Linked DNA regions of Sus scrofa: region 1 is linked to region 2. The links are chromatin contacts, called in public HiChIP or PLAC-seq maps. All regions are on one chromosome and are shown on one strand. The core of a region is the stretch at or near the end of the contact, and the rest is flanking DNA. Distances in the headings are between cores, read along the strand shown. Region 1 overlaps LOC102161394 (a long non-coding RNA gene). Region 2 has its middle 43 kb from the start of KIAA1614.

The links. HiChIP or PLAC-seq counts read pairs in DNA pulled down with a chosen protein or histone mark.
Region 1: a contact with region 2 is called in an H3K27ac HiChIP or PLAC-seq map of alveolar macrophages. The contact joins two enhancer-like sites. A contact is called at or near these places in 2 of 5 promoter capture datasets (fetal liver and liver), 19 of 47 Hi-C or Micro-C datasets (adipose tissue, blood, embryonic fibroblasts and 11 more) and 2 of 2 datasets of contacts at active chromatin or transcription factors (alveolar macrophages and skeletal muscle).

The regions. Positions count from the first base shown.
Region 1 is chr9:122,698,931-122,704,610 of Sscrofa11.1, reverse strand. The region is part of intron 1 of LOC102161394 (a long non-coding RNA gene); the gene reads right to left. Among named protein-coding and RNA genes, the nearest start is that of IER5, 68 kb to the right of the region's middle. Within about 2 kb of position 1,605, at least 12 of the 83 cell types and tissues checked have an H3K27ac peak or open chromatin away from gene starts, as enhancers often do. A contact at or near this core is called in skeletal muscle, where this site is marked.
Region 2 is chr9:122,524,698-122,530,385 of Sscrofa11.1, reverse strand. No RefSeq gene overlaps it. Among named protein-coding and RNA genes, the nearest start is that of KIAA1614, 43 kb to the right of the region's middle. Within about 2 kb of position 2,810, at least 16 of the 83 cell types and tissues checked have an H3K27ac peak or open chromatin away from gene starts, as enhancers often do. A contact at or near this core is called in skeletal muscle, where this site is marked.

The sequences.
Region 1 (5,680 bases), core at 356-2,855, 180 kb before region 2:
GAAAGAGACAGGTAATTTTTCAAAATTGTACAATATGCCAAGCAGTAACAAGTGCTATGAAGAAATGTTTAAGATGCTCAAAGATCCTATATATAAACATACAAAACCATATATTTAAAACCTAAGTTATTAAAACAACAAACAGGCAAAATTTTAAAAAGCAACTTAGGAAAAAGAACCAATAAAGCAAAAAATACAGGCATTGAAATATGTAAACTCAGTCGTAGGGGATAAATGCTATGAAGTCATAGTGGAAGAGATTAATTAGAAGGCAGTACTGAAAAAATCACCCATGAAACAGCACAAAGAGGGAAAATGTATTTTTTAAAATATGAAAGAGCAGGTAAGTGGCACAGAAGGTAGACTAACAGGCATCAACATATAGCTAACAGGGATTCCAGAAGAAAGGAAAAAAGGAATAAGAGAGAAATGATGCCCAAAGAGATACCATCTGAAGTTTTCCACTATTAAAGTTAGAATTCTCCAGGAACTCTAAGTATGGATATGCAGAAACTTGTATTTTCACTATGATGTGTCGAGGTGCCCACATGTCACAGTGATGTAAGGACATGTAAGGATGAAGAAAACACATCATAACCAAGAAAATACTACTACCTACAAAAAAAGAAAAAAAAAAACAAAACTGCTAGCAACATTGTCAGCAATAGATGCCAGAAGACATGATAGAATTTCCGGCAAAGTCCTGAAAATTACTAATCAACACAGAACTCTGCTCAGCTAAACTACTGTTCATTCAAGAGAAGACAGATATAGATATAGATACACATTTCCAAGCACAAATGCTTCAAAGAAATTATAGCCCATGGGCCCAGGCAAAATAATTACTAAAGAATGATATCACAATGAAAATCACAAAACCTAAGAACCAAACAGCAAAAGCACAACATATCTGAACAATAATGTCAATAATGGTTTTGATATGTTGTTTTCAGCAATGAGCTGGGAATTATGTTAGGCATTTTCCAAGTAGTACCTCTTCCGGCCCTCAAAGTCAGGTTATGAACTAGACCTTGTTAACTCCTCTGTGAGGGTGAGAAAACTTTCTGGTAGCATAAGATAATCAAGCTGCTAGGGACTGAAGGCTTGTGTGCCCCCACAGTTCACATGGTAAAGTGCTAATCCCCAATATGATGGTATTAGACATGGACTCTTCAAGGGATAATTAGATTTTGATGAAGTTATGAGGGTGGGGTCCCCATGATGGGGTTAGTGCCTTTCTAAGAAGAGAAAGAGACGCCAGAGCTTCCTCTGTCTGCCACGTGAGGATACAGGAGAAGGTGAGCATCTGCAAAGCTCTCACCAGAACCCCACCGTGCTGGCACCCCAATCTAGGACTTCCCAGCCTCCAGACCCATGAGAAGTTTGTTGTTTAATACACCCAGACTTAGCAGCCCGAGCCAACTAAGACACATGCATAATAGTCTGATCTACATATAGACAGGGAGCCAGCGAAGCAAAGAGAGAGGTGCAGGTGGAGTTTTCTAACCCTTGAGAACAAGGACAGGGGCCTGTGCCAGGTACAAGCAGCTGTCCAACAGTGAGAAGACAGATGACAATCTCTAACTCAGAAGCATTTCATGCTGGTGGTTACCCTTTGCCCTACTCACCTTTCCCCTAAACCTTGAAGCACCACACTATCAGCACACCTGCCCAGCTCTTGGCCAGATCGGGTTACAAGCTGTAAATAAAGAGGCATTTACGGGACAGCATGTGGTCTGAGGTTCCCAAGCCTGGCTGTACCCAGGAAGCTCTGGGGGAGCTTTCCAGCACACAATGCCCACTCCCAGTCATAGTCATATTTGGCTGATCCCACAGCTACCTAGGCAATAGGATTTTTTAAAGCTCCTGGGCAAATACTGTTGTTCAATCACAGCTGAGAATCACTGGCCTAGAACAGGCCTGAGATGAAGGAAAACGCTCTTTCTGCCCCAACGGGCTGAGTCTGGGGACAGGGGCCTGAGAGGCCCTCTCCCAGGGGCCACTTTTCAGAGGCCACTTTTCTCCCAGGGGCCAAATTTCAGAGGCCACTTTTTTTGTTTTGTTTTGTTTTTGCTTTTCTAGGGCCGCACCGTGGTATATGGAGGTTCCCAGGGAAGGAGGCTAATCAGAGCTACAGCTGCCGGCCTACGCCAGAGCCACAGCAACGTCGGATCCAAGCCTCTGTGACCTACACCACAGCTCACGGAAACGCTGGATCCTTAACCCACTGAGCAAGGCCAGGGATCGAACCCACAATCTCATGGTTCTTGGTTGGATTTGGGTTTTTTTGGTTTCTTTTTTTCAGAGGCCACCGTTTTGACAGCTTTGGGAACTGGTTCCCCTTTCCCTGAAGGAAATGTGTAGCTCTTCTCTGAAATCAGAAAAGAGGAAGCATAGTGTGCTTGTCAGCAAAAGTAACAACTCTCCCCAAGGGGAGATGGGGAGATTTCTCTTCCCTTAACGTGGACAAAATCACAGGCCAGCAGCCTAGAATCAAGGTCAGGGTGAGGGGGCAGTTCAGTTCCTCACACGCACAGCCTCACATGGAAATGGCCCAGACAACATAAGTTCTGTTAAAACCTACCCCCTTGAGTGTGGAAACAAGGGAACCCTCCCACACTGTCGGTGGGAATGTAAACTGGTGAGGCTAGCAGGGAAAACAGTGTGGAGGTTGCTCAAAAAACTAAAACTAGGAGTTCCCATCATGGCTCGGTGGTTAACAAATCCGACTTGGAACAATGAGGTTGTGGGTTCGATCCCTGGCCTTGCTCAGTGGGTTAAGGATCCAGTGTTGCTGTGAGCTGTGGTGTGCGTTGCAGACACAGCTCGGATCCCGAGTTGCTGTGGCTGTGGAATAGGCTGGCAGCTACAGCTCCAATTAGACCCCTAGCCTGGGAACCTCCATATGCCACAGGAGCGGCCCTAGAAAAGGTAAAAAGACAAAAAAAAAAAAAAAAAACACAAAAAACTAAAACTAGAGTTGCTATATGATCTAGCAATCCCATTTCTGGGCATATACCCAGACAAAACTATAAGTCACAAAGATACATAAACCCCAGTGTTCAGAGCAGCACTACTTACCACAGCCAAGACATGGAAACAACCTAAAGGTCCATCAACAGATGAATGGATGAAAAAGATGTGGTGCATATATTCAATGGACTATTACCAGCCGTAAGAAAGAATGAAATAATGCTATTTGCAGCAACATGGATGGACTGAGAGATTATCAAACAAAGTAAGTCAGTAAGAGAAAGACAAATATCATATCATATTACTTCTATGGAGAATCTAAAATATGACATAAATAAACCTATATACGAAAAAGAAACAGACTCACAGAGAACAGACTTGTGGTTGCCGAAGAAGGGGGTGGAAGAGGGAAGGCTTAGGAGTTTAGGATTAGCAGGTACAAACTATTTTTTTTTTCTTTGCCTTTTCTAGGGCCGCTCCTGCGGCATATGGAGGTTCCCAGGCTAGGGGTCTAATTGGAGCTGTAGCCGCTGGCCTACACCAGAGCCACAGCAACGGGGGATCCGAGGCACATCTGCGACCTACACCACAGCTCACAGCAATGCTGGATCCTTAACCCACTGAGCAAGGCCAGAGATTGAACCCTCATCCTCATGGATCCTAGTTGGGTTCATTAACCACTGAGCCACAACAGGAACTCCGGTGCAAACTATTACATTCAGGACAGATAAACAGCAAGGTCCTACTCTACCGCACAGGGAACCATATTCTATTACCTGTGATAAACCATAATGGAAAGAATACGAAAAAGAACATTATATATATATATATATATATATATATATATATATATGTATGTATGTAACTGAGTCACCTTGCTGTATAATAGAAATTAACACAACACTGTAAATCAACTATACTTCAACACCCAAACAAAGCCTATCCCCTCGGATCTAGACAGCACTTCTCCCCCTCCTCTCTGTCTCAAGACCACACCCCCCATGATCTCTGCATCCTGATCCAGCTCCACTCTCCCACATCCTCCCAACTCCTGCCTCTTCACTACAGCCCCAGCCCAGCACCCCAGGCCTCTGACCAGCCTCACCCTGTGGCCCCCTGCCAGCTCGGGCTCCTGGTTACTCCGCCCCTTGGCCACTACCCAGGATGAGTAATGCCTGAGTTTGCAGCAGGCTCTGCATGAACCGCCTGCCCAGGTGGCTCCCCACCTCAGACCTCCTCGCAGGAGGGGGAATCATCTGCCTAAGCCACATGGACAAAGTGACTGAGCATCTCCCTGTGCTCCAACTCCAGGGAGCCAACTGCATAAGCTTCCTCCTCCTCCTCCTCGGGAACTGCAAGCTCTCCTGCAGCTTTGCCCTCCCCTTCCCTCCCCATCACCTCTGGTTCCTGGCCTGGGACTCCCCACCCCACTCAAGCTCGCCCTCCCCTCCTCGCACCACAATCTTCAACAAACTCTGACCCAAACCCACCTCCTCCCCACTTAGTGGGCCAGGGGCCCAGCTTCCTGACAACAGTCTGCTGCTCCAACACCACTAGGACTTCACACAGCTCACCTGCCAGGTAAGCTCCTTTCTTCACTGTGTAGCAGCTGCTGAATGCCAGGCCCCGCATTGGGCACAGGCACAAAGCGGGGTGGGGGGGAGGCCTTCTTGGGCTCACAGGGAAGCGGGGTGCACGGAAAGGTAACCAACATGACCACACAGCAAGCCCTGAAGTCAGGAAGAGAAAGGGGACCTCTGGGGGCAGAAGACGTCCTCATTCTGCAGCCAGAGGCTCCTGCCCAAGGCCCCCCGCCTCTCCCTGACCTCACGCCCCCACGTTCCCTCCTGGTCCAGAGCTGGGTCCTGGTCCTCTAACAGCTCCTCTGCTTTTCTCTCTCAGGCACTTTTTTTTTTGCCATGACCCCTCTGCTCCTCCAGCTGTCACCACCCCAGCCACCCCACCTCGGTCAGTCTCCAAGGCTTCTTGCCTTCTAGCTAAGAACCTCTGGACTTCCCCACCCCATGGTCACAACCCCACCTCACGTGCTACACAAGCTCACCTCCTCTCGCCATAAAGGACGGACCCCCCCCCAGACGTGTCTACCTAGAAGCCCAATGCCACCCCTTGGACCATTCTTTTTTTCTTTCTTTCCTTCTTTTCTTTTTAGGGCCACACCTACAGCATATGGAAGTTCCCAGACTAGAGGTCAAATTGGAGCTTCAGCTGCTGGCCTACACCACAGCCTCAGCAACACGGGATCCAAGCCGCATCTGCAACCTGCGTCACAGCTCAGACCGGCCGTTCCTGACGCATCCTCCCCAAATCCAAGCCATCATCAGATCCTGTCCGCTCCCCTGTCCTTCCCAACTTTCTCACTCTCACAGGGGACACTTAGCCTAAGTCCCAGGCTCTCCCTTGTCCTAACCTGTGTAGCCCACAACACCCTCAGTGTCCCATCACTCAACCCCAAGTAGAGCTGCTAGGAAGATCATCCTGAGACCCTGCGCTGCAAACATCGCCGCCCACCCCTCTAGAAAACTCTCGCTAGCGTCCACTGCCCACAGGGTTCTTTCAGATGCTCCCTCTCTGGCCTCTGAGCCCCCAACCATCCTACACCCTTCTTCGTGCACACAGGAGCCGCCCCCACCTCTCCCAACACCCCAACCCCTACATACCCGCCACCCAGTGACTCAGCTGGCCTCAG
Region 2 (5,688 bases), core at 1,561-4,060:
CAAGGATAAATAACCTTCCTGCATTTCATTTTTAATTAACCAGAAGGTACAAACTAAAGTGAGATTGGGGAGTAGAAACGCAAACGCCATGGTGATTTCCAGATGGTGCTTTGTCCTCTCCCACCATGAGAACAGCGCCGGAGCCCTGGTGCCAGCAGTTTACAGCCTCTCCATAGGTGGACAGGTCTTGCTTCCTCTACACAGCAGGTCTCCAAGAGAGTGGGGCCAGCGGCCGCAGCATCGCCTGGGAACTTGCTAGAAATGCAGATTCTCAGGCCCCACCCCAGACCTGCCATCTCGCAGCCCGGGGCAGGGCCAGTGGGCTGTTTAACACGCCCTTGGGGATCCTCATGCCCACTCAGGTGTGAGAACCATTCCTCCTGCGTTGTGTGATTGAGGCTACAGTAAACCACCCCATAAATTAAAACATCTTCATGGCCTTGATTGTAATCCTGTCGTTAAACAAAATTTGATGACACTCTAAACTTGAAAACTTTAAAAACAATTACTTGCGTTTAAAAAAGCCTCAACTCGCCGTCCTTAAAAGTGATATTTTTACACCCTGAAGTCTGTTAGTAATGTTTCCTACTTCTGCTCTTGAAATCATGTTACAGCTGTATAAAGAATACTGTTCAGTATTAAAACAGATATGAAGAGACCATGAACTTTGTCCTGGTTTTTGATTTGGTATAAAAGGAACTAAAAACACAAAGACCAACCAAAACACAGCTCCCCGCTAATAAACATGGATGTGTGCATATGCCCGGGGGGCGGGCGGAGCTTACGCCTGGTGGAAGATCTGCATTCTAAATTGTTTCCTCGGGCTGAGCAAGTTCTGTGGACTCTTAAACCCCAGGACAGCCCTGCTGGGCATTCACAGTGTCATACAGCACAGCTGCCGTTGGGACAAGGAACCTGGGGGAGCACAGCCAAGAACGCAAAGGAATTGAGTCCCTTATTCCCACCTCACCATGAAGCATTGGCAGATGAGAATACTGCCTATCCGGACCGGTGGTCGAAAGAGCCTGCCTTCAACTCTGTAGGACAAGGTGACCAGGCTACGTAAGGTCCTTAAGGGCAGGAGCTAGGTCATTCCATTGGCCATCATCATCCTCATATTAATCACGCACCTCCTGTGTGCCAGGCACTGTTGTTAAGAACAGTGTGTTAACACATGTAGGACTGCAAACGGCTCTGCAAAACAGGGACACTTCCTCATTTCATAGCGTCTCAAGCCTATGCGTGAGGCAGCATCTCCCCAAGGTCCATCCACAGCTGGGGAGAGGGGAGCCGCCCACTGTGCCCGCGGGGCCTCACACAGAAGTCAGCCCAGCGGCGCTTCTGAGCTCTCAGCTTGATGTCCCCCTGACCTCAGAGCTAGGAGGGACAGAGGCAAATCTGTACTTTGAGAGTTACAGTCAATACTTGAGGAGGAGGACATGGTTCCAGGCATCTCCTGATAAAAGCACATCTCCCCATAGCCCCGGGGTGGGGGGGGAACAGCGGGAACCCTGTGGCATGGCCAGGGGGAGAAGCACATCCCCAAGGCTGGTGGTTCCCATTCTCCCAGCGCCTTGACTCCACCTGCAGCTCTGCTGTGCAGCAAGAGTGCTGTCCTTCCAGAGGTCCCACTGGCCGCAAGTCGTACGTAAAACACATTGGACATGTTAAAAGGCAAGGGCCGAACCAAAAAGGGGACGCACAGAAAGGAGGGCCCCGTGCACCCTGCCACCACGTTTCCACTTCCAAGAGGGCACATTCCAGATCAGTGCGCCCCCATGCTTGGAACATCCAGGCTGTCAGTTGTCTGGGGACAGGGCCCCACCTCTGCTGACAGCCAGGCGCAGGGTGGCCCCGTCTCGGGCAGGAGAGGCAGAGCTCAATCAAGTGTTCCCACCAGTACCTCCCAGGGAATGAGGGGCTCCAGAAGCCACCCTGGACCTGGACGTGTACTTCCCAAGCCAGCTTCTCTGACCTCTGCAATGCTTCCTCCCTCCCGCTCTCTGCCCACCATTAAATACTAGTCCATTCATGAAATTCACAGTAAGATCGGCTGGCCTTTGGGACGGGGTCACCACCTCTGCCAGGAGCAAATTTCTCCAACTTTCTATCTCATCAGTAGCTAATAAAGCTAATATTCGGCCAATACTTGATGTGAATCTGATGTGCCAGCAGGTCTTTGACCAAAGCCTTAGGGAACATGTTGGAAGTAAAACTGTTTTTATTCTCACATCCCTATGAGGGAAATACTGTGGAGGCCCATGTTATACCTGAAAACGGAGGCATGGAACCATCAGGAAATTTGCCCAAGGTAACAATTAGGAAGTGGTAGCTTCAGAATGGGAACCCAGGTCCGACTGGACCATTATGCAGCCTCTTGAAAAGCCGCCATCCAGGGGTCAGGGGTGGCATACACCATCCCTGGTTAGATTAAAGGGCATCTTTCTAACCAGAAAAATTGGTAAAGCTGAGGAGAGGAACAGACATCAAATAAGTTGTGGCAGCACAAGTTGACAGTGGACTAAAGCCTTGAACTAGAAGTGCCAGAGATAAAGGTGGACACCAACTATCTGGGGCTTGACTGTCACTCAACCCTGCAAGCCTGCTGTAGAGGTCCAGAAATCTGGTCACGGACCTCAGGCAGGTCAGCCTTGCTGATAAAATGTTCTGGAGCTTTTGTTTATTTGGCTGGAAATGTGCAAAAAATAAATGAGCCAAACTCATTATATAAACTCAGAAAAGCCTGGAGACAGTCAGGCGCGCAGCATGAGAGAGCTGTGGCATCTGAAGGCCGCTGTGAGCGCCCATGGCTGCCAGCATTCCTTATTCCTGAGATAACACTGCGCCACATGGAGGCCAGTGGGCCTGGGGCTGGCTCTTCTGGGAAGGCTTTCTGCTCCCCAGGTGCGGTGGGGCTTCCTGCCTGGGGCTCCCACTGTAGCTCTTGGCACACTGGCTCCTCTCTTTGCCCAGCTGTAGCTGCTCCCACCCTGGGGATATGGGCATCCCAAGGGCAGGGAGGCCTCTCCGCGTGCCCAGCTTCTGGCCAGACCCCCTTCAGGGCGACTTCACACTGTGAGTGGGGCCGAGTCCAGATTGCAGAAGGACAAGACAAAGGCAGGCCCAGCAGGCAGCCAGGCATCCACGTGAGAGCCCGGATACCCTCCAGGCCTGCAGGGCAGCTGTTAAGGCCTGGCTCCACAGGCAGAGTGTCAGAGCCAATCCCAGCAGCCCTTTCCTCAAGGGCCCAACACTCCGACCTGGCCAAACCCACAGCCTGAGACCGCGCAGAGCTGCCTGCCAAGGAAGGCTGTTGCCATTTCTGAGCAGGTGCTCTGGTGCCGTAGCATAAAGGAAAACTTCAGAGAGGGTGATGGAGAGGGAGGGAAGGAAGGGGATCAGGTGACAGCCCTGACTCTTCAATAGCCTCCGAGCTGGCCTGGGTATTTGGGGTGAGAAATGAGTTGGGCAGATGGGCTGGGAAGTCCAGCTGTCAGGAAGTGCAGCTGCCAGGTAAGTTTGGTGGAGGATAAACAAGCAATTGTATGGGAAAAGAACCACAAAAGAGCCCTTGGTACCAGCTTCTACAGGAGCCAAGGAAAGGGGGCCTAGTCAGCATGCAGGTGGCGGGGAATGGATGCCAGGGCAGGCACCTCTGATACTTTTGAAGGCTGCCAGGGGTCCATGGGTGGGCAAAGGGAAGGTTGCTCCAACAAAGGCACACACATGAGCTAAATGACTGGGTGGATAAGTGAATGCATTGAGTTGGGAGCTGGAGAAACTGGGGAACCAAAAACTGAAGCTCCTGCCAAAAAATACCCACCTGGGGATCCTACTGCCAGGGGCCAACTTGGAGGACCATCCAGTCACTGCTCTCCACCCCAGGGCTTGGGCCTCCTCTCAGTGACAGGGATGTATAAGCAAAAATGCCTCTCCCCCCACCCCCCACCAGGGCCAGCACAATCACACCAGCCCCAGGCTAGGTCTTAGCATCTCCCACTGGCCAGTCCTGGGCCCTAAGGGCACAATGTCCCCCCTTAGTCCCAGGGCCTGTTCTATGTTGCCTTCAGAGCAAGGCCAGAAGGACATTTAAAATTATGGCTCAGGCGACACACACACACACACACACACACACACACATCTGAAAGAAGCATTTCTCACACAAAACCTGCCCTTGTCTTGTATGAGGCAGTTATTTTTTTCAAAGCTGGTCTTTCTTTAAAAGATTTCATGACCCATAGTGGTTGTGCCTGCTATTAGTAAACACTGTCCTGGAAAAAGATCTTGGCCTTCCCCCACGCCTGCCCAGGTGAAGGTCAGAGTGGCACCTGAGCTGGTCATGGGCACTGGGGGCCAACAGTGGGGTGCTCAGGGCCTCTGAAGGAGGTGAGCCCCACAGGGTTCCAGGAGGGTGGATAGAGGCTGGGAGTCCTAGAGGGCGGGTCCAAATCCTGCCTCCCCCAGTTACTAGCTGCGTGACCTTGGATAAGTAATTTAACCTCTGAGCCTCACAATCCTAGTTTGTAACCAGAGATAAGTAGTCCCTCCCTCGCAGATTCGGGACTGTGACCTTACTGTCCCCAGCAGGGCTCTGGAATGTTTGTGGAACAGGCAGAGCAGGATGGGACACGGAGCAGCGGCTTCAAGTCCCTGAATCCCCGGGTTCACCTTGGTTTCCCAAATTCCAACGCTGCCTACGGTTCCTCCATGCAAGAGCCCTGGGGACACTGCGCACACAGCGTCCCATTCCCGCTCCCTGCCACGCGCGCAGGTCCCTGCGTCGCCTCGGTCGCCCCCTCCTCCCCCGCTGGCTCCAGCTCGTGCCCCCCGCCGCGCCCGGCGCGCCGCCGCCACCTGCGCCTTTTAGCCGGGCCCCGCTCTCCGCCCAGCCCTCCAGGAGGCCCCCGCCAGCAGCCGTGCACTCCTCGAGGCAAAAGCGAGGGTCCTTGCCCTCCCGGCCTCCGGCGCCCCCCTAGCGTCTTGCCTGTGCGGGGTGGGCGCGTGTAACCCCCACGAACCCAGTGCCGTCAAACTGCAGGCTCTAAGGGCGACCGCGTCCCGCTGAACGTCGCCCGGGCCCATCCGCTGCCCCGTGGACCAAAGCAGGCAGCCTGGAGCGCGGCCTGGCCCGGCCCAGCCTCCTGCCGGCGGCGCGGCGGGGCCTCTGGGGCGGCCTCGGGGCGGGGACGGCGCGGCCTCGCGGGGCCCACCCGGCTGGCCCGACTTGCCGGCCACGCCCGAGAAACGCAGCGGCCTCGCCCGGAGGGCGCGCTGGGCGCCCGGTAGTTGCCCGCGCAGTCACCCGCCGCTGGCCCGCGACGGACCTCGGTCCCCCTGCGGGGGCGCCCCGCCGCCCCCTGCGCAGCAGACGCGCTCTCGCCTCCCACCTGCCCTCCACCACCGGCAAGAGGCGCTTCTCCACGTTCAAAGTCGGCGCCCTTCCCGCCCAGGCCTCGCCGCGAGCTCAGGGCCTGCGGCTTCCGCTGCAGAACTCGCCCTCCCGCCCCGCTCCCGTCGTCCTAAGGAGAGCGACATGCCCGAGGCGCAAGTTAGGGCCACTTTCTCTTCTGTGAGGTCGCAGTGGTAAATGCTTACCTGTGTGAGGCGACGTCTGGACACAGCGCGAACCAGCGCACCATCCGTGGAGGGGCAGGGGGCAGACGCAGAGACTTCCACACCTTTGCACCA